2 separate regions of the Mus musculus genome follow, and region 2 is linked to region 1. A link is a contact called in public targeted proximity ligation data. All regions are on one chromosome and are shown on one strand. The core of a region is the stretch at or near the end of the contact, and the rest is flanking DNA. Distances in the headings are between cores, read along the strand shown.

Region 1 (3,995 bases), core at 897-3,396:
CTCTTCCAAACTGACATGTATCATACCACCTAACTGTTTAATGGTACTATAATACAAATTTCCCAATGCCAGTCATCATTTGTTCCATGTTAAAAGTCCCAGCCTCTCTAAATGTATATTTTTAATATATCTTTAATTGCATCTCCTTTCCTAAATGTATTTACTTTCAGTTCATTTTCCTGCCACAGGCAGAGGGCCCTTCACTAAGGCTTGGGGTTTGATTAGGTCTCCTATGCAAGCCTTAGAGTTTAGTGCCTTACTGGGCTATGGGACTGCCCACACGCACACATTCATTGGTAAACTTAAAGATACTCTCAGTGATGAAAAACTGGGTGGCATGCTGTTTAAGAGCCTAAATTCTGCAGTCAAAGACTGATGAGTTTAAAAAAAAAATCAAAACTGTTTCCATCATTTACGCTTCATATGACCTTGGGAAATGTTCTAAATGGTCTGTCCCATGGATTGCTTAGGCTAACCCAAGAAAAGTAAGTTACTCTTCACAGGGAGGTTGTGAAATGCTTTGAGGACCAGCCACAGCTATTGTCGCCAGCCTGAGAGCTCAATGAAGTGGGTTCTTGGATGAGTCCTCTTGAGTCTTCAGCACAGCCTCTGCTCTTGCTGGAGGCTCAGAAAGGAAGGTCTAGCCAAAGAGAGGCTCCATACCTGTCTAGACTCCTGGCCCGCTGTAGCCTGAAGCAGCCCCTAGAGAGGCTATTGATTCATAGCAAGTTTGGCAAAAATGGGATGCTGAAAGGAGAGACCTTCCCTCGGTGATGTGAGCACCAGGACTCTGTGCCTGAGTCTGTGTAGTAGCCAGGAGGGACAGACAGCTCGGGAAGCTAGAGCTAAAGACTGAGCTTTGAGCCTCAGGCTGGTGGCACTGCTGAGAGAGACAGCTGGTGCGGTTCTCGCTCAAGCTGCTCACCTGCTGTCGGTCCAGTGCAGTGGGAAGAGCTCAGGGAAGCCCCCTTCAGCTCTCCGCACTCACTGGAAAGGCCATTGTGCTCCCTGGAGAGGGGGTGAACTGTGGTGAGCCCCAGGTTCCCCACTCTGGGTCGGAGGGACACTCATTCCCCAGCTGTGGCTCCTTCCGGGATGGGTCCTCATCAGAATCACCTGATGGTCATGGTCTGTTCCAGGACAATCTAATCAGGGTGAGCAACTAGGACAGTCTGACGCCAGAACCCAGGGAAACAGCTCAGGTTCCCGCGGAGAAGGCTGCCAGGTTATGTGTCTCCCTCCTACCAGAGCCTGCCTCCTCTTTCTTCCTCACCTAGCCAAGGATCTCAAGAGGGAGAGAGATTCCCTCCTCCCTTACCCCACCCTCAGTGAGTTGCCCAAGAGACACCTTCCCCAGAGGACAGGCGTCTCATCTGGCCTGAATGGTCCCTACTTTCCCTTTCCCAGGGGGTCGTCTGGGGTCACTTGACCTGACTTTGGCAACATCTGCAGGGAACTGGACACAGGATGGCCCAGCACTGTCTCTTCTGCTTTGGTGGCAGTTTGAGTCAAGTAACCCACACACAGCAAAGAGGAGACTTGCTCCCATGAAAATGTGTGTGTGTGTGTGTGTAGGGGGGCAACCCCACTTTACTTACTCTCTGAGGTTTGGCATCCATTTGTGCTTTTATCCTGCTGTGATTGTATAATAAAGCTTACCTTATCCCGTCCTGTCTAAATGCATACATATTCACTTAGAGAGTTTTCAAGATCCAGTGTGAAGCAATAAAAGGTTCTATAAGTCTAGAATATGACTTACTTTTCATCTATGTGTGCTTAATGTAACTTGTAGGAAAACACAATACAGTTAACCCAAATCAGTAATGAATCTTTTTTATCATGTGTGTGAGTTTTATTTATTCTCCATGACAAGATTTTTCTATAAATCCTACTTTGACTTTACAAAGCCTCAAGTTAAATAAACCATTCAACAAATAAATCAACAGAACTGGAAACAACTGAGAGTTGTGGCCAATATTCTGTTGCCCAGAATGGAGAACTTTCAATAAACACAAACATTAATAAACATATACATACACTGATCCACCCTTCTAGTAAAGTAACTATCTGTGACATGAGCCACATGGTCGGACTTTAGCTGCAGGGTAAGGACTAGAAACCTTGGGAGATGATTAGTCAGTGGGAGGGGCTGACCTGTGCTCCAGACTGACAAAGGGATGTAGCATGTCAGACTTGCCAGGTACACTGGAGGACTGTGGGAGAGAGAACTTAGCATGGCTGGGAGGGCTGGGGAAGCCGCAGAGGTGATCCCTAAACTGCAATTGGAAGGGGCATCTGAGGGAGGGGCAGCCTAGGAAGGAACTTCAGAAGCAACAGGACACATTTGCAGGGTTACTAACAGGTGACTTGTGGGCAGGACAGGAGCCCTAGTCTAAGGCAGAGCTGGGGTTGAAGAGAAGGCAGCAGGCTGACCCTGGGCTCTCTGGGTGATGCTGTGGAATTTGGAATCTTTGTTGATTTTTTTCCACTTGCTTTATTTCTTCTGATCAAACAGAACCTGGTGGCTCTGAGCCCCGGCTACCACTCACAGGCATCTAGCCCCAAGCATCCCCAGGAGACGCTAAGGGTCCCTAGATGATTATTATCACATGCATATTACTAAGCTGACTGACTCTTCCAGTGTGTCCAAGGATTCTATTATATCACTAATGGTTCCAGAACCAGGACAATCTGTCATCCTAACCAAGCTAGGGTGGCCCTCCTGATGTGCCCAGGGAAATAGGGCTCGCCTGCTCATGAGTTGGATTCTTCCTAAAGGTTCCTCCATAAACCACAAATAACCAGCTCCCTACCTCAGCAAAATACCCACTACAGCTCTCGATGACCAAGGTCTGCGGAGTGGCAACTACCTTTCCCCCCTACCAATGAGCAGCAGGACAGTCACCCCTCCCTGCCATGCCACCTTCTGAGGTGCCCACAGCCCCACAGAGATGAGCCAAGCCTCGGTGTAAGAAAGGTTTGTGAGCGAGTGCTTCTAATTCCAGGGAGCAGTCACCTCGAGGGCAGGCCTGCCAGAGCCTTCTGGTGCTCCTGGCCTCGGGGCTGGCTCCAGGTAAGAGAGTCCAGCACACACCCACAGCCAGGACATTTGGGCCAACTGTCAAATGGCTTTCAAAGTCTCAGGCCTGCTTGCTTCCCAGAGAGGCAAACACCACTGCTGCCATTCAAGATTTAGTCCTTCACTTCCTTGGTGGTAGGTTTTATTTAGAAGGGCTTAACAGTGGAAGTGTTTGAGGACTTCGGAAAGACTGTTTAAAGGAAGAGACCGTTGGGACACGTCATCCCATCACACACAAGCACACATCTGCATGCCCCTCCCCTTCTATTTCCCCTTGAATTCGGGCTACAGTATGGATTTGATGGTTGGCACCCCAGCAACTGTCCCGTGACCTTGAGAAGAAACTATTCATTAAGACTATTTAGCCTAAAAGACAGATGAAAGCCTGAGTCTTTGGGGGACCAACAAGTTACCTTAATAGTCTGTGACTGGCCATTTCTAGCCTTTCTTTTAGAAGGAGAGGTAAATCTTGTGTGCATAAGATACTGTTACTGAGGTCTCACCTAATCCTGTGTAATTGGCCCTTCTTAAAATGACTGACAGGGAATTTATGTCTTAGGGACTAGTCCCAAACCCTACCACAAGGGGGTAGCCTTGTCCCATAGGCCTCCATATAACACCAGCACCAGCGATCAGTGTGGATGAGTTATATCTCAGACCACAGTTGGCTGCTATGGCCCAGGCTGGCTGATCTAGGCTGAAGTCTATCTCATCGGTTAACCCAGATCTCTAGCTACTGTATGTGATTTCCCAAGGAAAGAAAACATGTGGGGAGGCAGTCCTGATGCAGCCAACCCTTTCTAAACAGAGCAAAGAAGCTCTGTTCTAAATCACCTTCAAGTTAGTGGTACGTGCTGACTTCTCGGTTCTGTTTTTGCTCCTTTCAAGGTCTTTCAGGAGGGTTCTGTTTTTGTTT
Region 2 (3,995 bases), core at 583-3,082, 350 kb after region 1:
ACACAGTACTACCGAAGGATCCTGCAATATCTCTCCTGGGCATATACCCAGAAGATGTTCCAACCAGTAAGAAGGACATATGCTCCACTATGTTCATAGCAGCCTTATTTGTAATAGCCAGAAGCTGGAAAGACCCAGATGCCCCTCAACAGAGGAATGGATACAGAAAATGTGGTACATTTACACAATGGAGTACTACTCAGCTATTAAAAAGAATGAATTTATGAAATTCCTAGACAAATGGATGAACCTGGAGGGCATCATCCTGAGTGAGGTAACCCAATCACAAAAGAACTCACATGATATGTACTCACTGATAAGTGGATATTAGCCCAGAAACTTACTATACCCAAGATTACAAGATACAATTTGCAAAACACATGAGACTCAAGAAGAACGAAGACCAAAGTGTGGACACTTTGCCCCTTCTTAGAATTGGGAACAAAAGACCCATGGAAGGAGTTACAGAGACAAAGTTTGGAGCTGAGACAAACATCCAGGGGTGCATCTAGAGACTGCCATATCCAGGGATTCATCCCATAATCAGCCTCCAAACACTGACACCACTGCACACACTAGCAAGATTTTGCTGAAAGGACCCTGATATAGCTGTCTCTTGTGAGGCTATGCCGGGGACTAGCAAACACAGAAGTTGATGCTCACAACTAGCTATTGGATGAATCACAGGGCCCCTAATAGAGGAGCTAGAGAAAGTACCCAAGGAGCTAAAGGGGTCTGCAACCCTATAGGTGGAACAACAATATGAACTAACCAGTACCCCCCAGAGCTCGTGTCTCTAGCTGCATATGTATCAGAAGATGGCCTAGTGAGCCATCAGTGGAAAGAGAGGCCCATTGGTCTTGCAAACTTTATATGCCTCAGTACAGGGGAACGCCAGGACCAAGAAGTGGTAGTGGGTGGGTAGGGGAGTGGGGGGGGCATGGGGGACTTTTGGGGTAGCATTGGAAATGTAAATGAAGAAAATACCTAATTAAATTTAAAAAAAAAAGAAAAAGAAAAAGAAAAGGCCTCCATAAGATGTAGCTGTAAGGTACTTTCTTAATTAGTGATTGATGGGGAAGGGCTCAGCCCATTGTGGCTGGGGCCATCCCTGGGCTGGTGGTCCTGGGTTCTATAAGAAAGCAGACTGAGCAACCCATGGGGAGCAAGCCAGTAAGCAGCACCACTCCACAGTCTCTGTATCAGCTCTTACCTCCAGATAGCTGCCCTGTTTGAATCCTGTCCTGGCTTCCTTCAGTGACAGACTACAACGTGGAAGTGTAAGCCAAATAAACCCTTTCCTCCCCAAGTTGCTTTTGTCATGGTGTGTTGTCATAGCAACAGTGACACTAAGACACAGTCCACTGTGGCATAGAAGACATGGTGGCAGCAGCTTTAATACTGCTTGTGGCTTCTCTTTTTTCTCTCTTCTAAGCTACAAACCAGCAGTTTTGTAGGAATCTTACCAGAGACCCCATTTACAGGAAAAAGACACACAGTAAATCCTTTGAGCAACCCTACTGACTCTTGACTTTACCTTATGAGACTGTAATTTCATCCAAGGCATCTTCAGAGCCACCTTATTTATCAAAAGAAATAGAAAAGAAAATTGGGAGGGGGGATGATTTCTTAGCAAACATTGGAAATACAAGTTGAGAGCCATCAAAATGGTATATATGGTTAAGGCTAAGAATTAATTGCATACTCTATCTTGAAGAGCCTGTACCCAGCCACCACTTGGATGCGTCGTTTCTACCTTGGGAAACACATCCTGCCACTTGGGTATATCTTATTTTCTTCTGAGTGCCTTTTAACTCTCATGCTTAAGCCTGTATCTAAATATCTTTAATAAAATGTCCAACTTTGCTTCACTATACCAGCAAGTCCTGAAGTTCCCAGTTCATTTCAGCCTTTATTGAGGTCCTTAAAAGCTGAGGGGAACTTCTTAGCCTAGCGAGGCAAGAGCATCATGAACTGTTTCTGTCCTACTGACCTAGCAAACCACATGGGCCCCACAACCTGAATGACACAGGTTGCAGATCGGGTGTCCAAACATATCAGCCTGGGGAGCATATTTCAAACACCCAGCTACCACAAATTGGTAGGTTCATTATTTCCTTTTTTTTTTTTTTTTTTTTTTTTTGATTTTTCGAGACAGGGTTTCTCTGTATAGCCCTGGCTGTCCTGGAACTCACTTTGTAGACCAGGCTGGCCTCAAACTCAGAAATTCACCTGCCTCTGCCTCCTGAGTGCTGGGATTAAAGGCGTGCACCACCATGCCCAGCTCATTATTTCCATTTTTAAGACTAAAAAATATATAAGTACATCAATAATTATGTTTACTAGTGACTATAATTTATAATCTTTTAAAATGCACTAGCAGCAGCTTAGCTGGCTTGCCCCCAATGGGAAATATACAGAATCCACTTTGGTAACTGTTGTCAACAGGATAAAGCTCTGGGATTTAGCACGGCATAGGGGAGGACCCATCAGGATGGCCTCTGTCCACACTCCAGCCACATCTCGTGTCACTTGTCCCCTGGCTCAGCTGTTCTTCCTGCTCCTCTGTTTCATCTCTTATGCAACAGACTGCCACATGTCCTATACCTACATCTACCCCTACATCTCCTAAAAGAAATCTCTCCTCTGTGTGGCCACACTGATTTTCTCAGACTGACCCCAGCCATGTCTAAGGACTGAAGGGCAGTATTAAAACCACCCAAACCAGCTCTTTGAGGAGAGTCTGGTAAGCGAGCACAGCTGAGCCTCTTCCTTTGACTGAAGATCTTTCTGTAGCTCTCTGCAGTGAGGGGGAGACTTCAGCATGAGGCATAGGAGAAAGTGATTGAGAGGCAGGTCCAGCCTGTGCCTGGCTCTCCCTATGCCATAACTGGTGGTCTTTCTGAAACCTAGGCTGGTTGCTCTGTGGGGAGAAAGAAGCAGAAGTTCTTGTCAGGAGTTGGGGGGGGGGGGGGGCGAGCAATGGCAGAAACAGTGCTGAAGAAAAAGCTAAGTCAAAAATAAGGCCAGGCCGGGGAGTTCACAACTTCCTGGAGAAGTCTGCTAGAAGCCTGTTTCAAGTAGGTCGCAGAAGCAGAGCTTCAGTGTGATCCTAGAGGGAAACTAAGCAACTTGTACCCTTTTGGAGACGGGGAACAAAGAGAGGCTCAGGAGGTCATGCTGTCTGCCAGGCAGGGTTACAATGTATGGTCATTTGAGTGAGCAATGTCTCTGACAGGCTCAGGTGTTTGAACAGTTGGTCCCCAGTTGGTGGCGCTGTTGTGGGAGAGGCTACAGCCCTGATGGAGAAATACATTGCTAAGGGTGGGCTTTAAGACTTGAAAAGTCTCACTCCACCTGCAGTCCTGCCTCTGGAATGTGTAGAATTATGTGACCTCCCTGCTTCCTGACCCTGCTGCCGTGCCTGGCCTGATGGACACTTATTCCTCAGAACTATACGCCAAAATAAACTACTTTTCTTTAAGTTGGTTCTGTCCTAGTGTTTCTTCATAGTAACAGAAAAGTAACTGACAGAACTTGTTGAAGAATTACCCAAGCTCTTATCTCTCTCTTCCTCTGGACTGGTTCATTGGCCCCTAACTCTACCTCTATCTCCATGCAGAAACCCCAATGGGCAGGGCCTTCCTCACATCCTCCAGCTGCCAGGTCTAGGTCTGAGCTCTAATGGAAAGCTGGGAAGTCCTATTATCCGTCAAAAGACTGACCAGAGAGCATTAAACAAAGCCAACACTTAGCTTCCCACTTCCCCTCTTACACTGACAATTTAATAGGCACAAGTTCCCAAACTGGGAAAGAGACAAATGATTTGCTTTTCAGACCTCGGATCATAAATACAATCAGACAAACCTAGTTAAATAAATGTGCTCCGCTCAATGACTGCAAAGAAACTGAGTGATTATCATGCAACTGTATTTAGGGTCCATAAATTCCGTGCAGACTTCTTAAAAACTGCCGATTCCAGGAAATCTCTTAAG

Evidence for each region.
Region 2: a targeted proximity ligation map of the SCID.adh cell line shows a contact between it and region 1, with 3 times the contacts expected there. A contact is called at or near these places in 18 of 484 Hi-C or Micro-C datasets (the C2C12 cell line, the G1E-ER4 cell line, the HL-1 cell line and 11 more), 6 of 130 datasets of targeted methods (the NIH/3T3 cell line, the SCID.adh cell line, T-cell acute lymphoblastic leukemia and 3 more) and 1 of 9 other capture datasets (embryonic stem cells).

What each region holds. Positions count from the first base shown.
Region 1 is chr19:36,179,640-36,183,634 of GRCm38.p6, forward strand. No RefSeq gene overlaps it. Among named protein-coding and RNA genes, the nearest start is that of Gm32081, 2.9 kb to the right of the region's middle.
Region 2 is chr19:36,530,014-36,534,008 of GRCm38.p6, forward strand. Gm32143 (a long non-coding RNA gene) reads right to left here. Exons shown (of 3, transcript XR_386676.3): 3 at 3,910-3,995. Among named protein-coding and RNA genes, the nearest start is that of Gm32143, 6.8 kb to the right of the region's middle.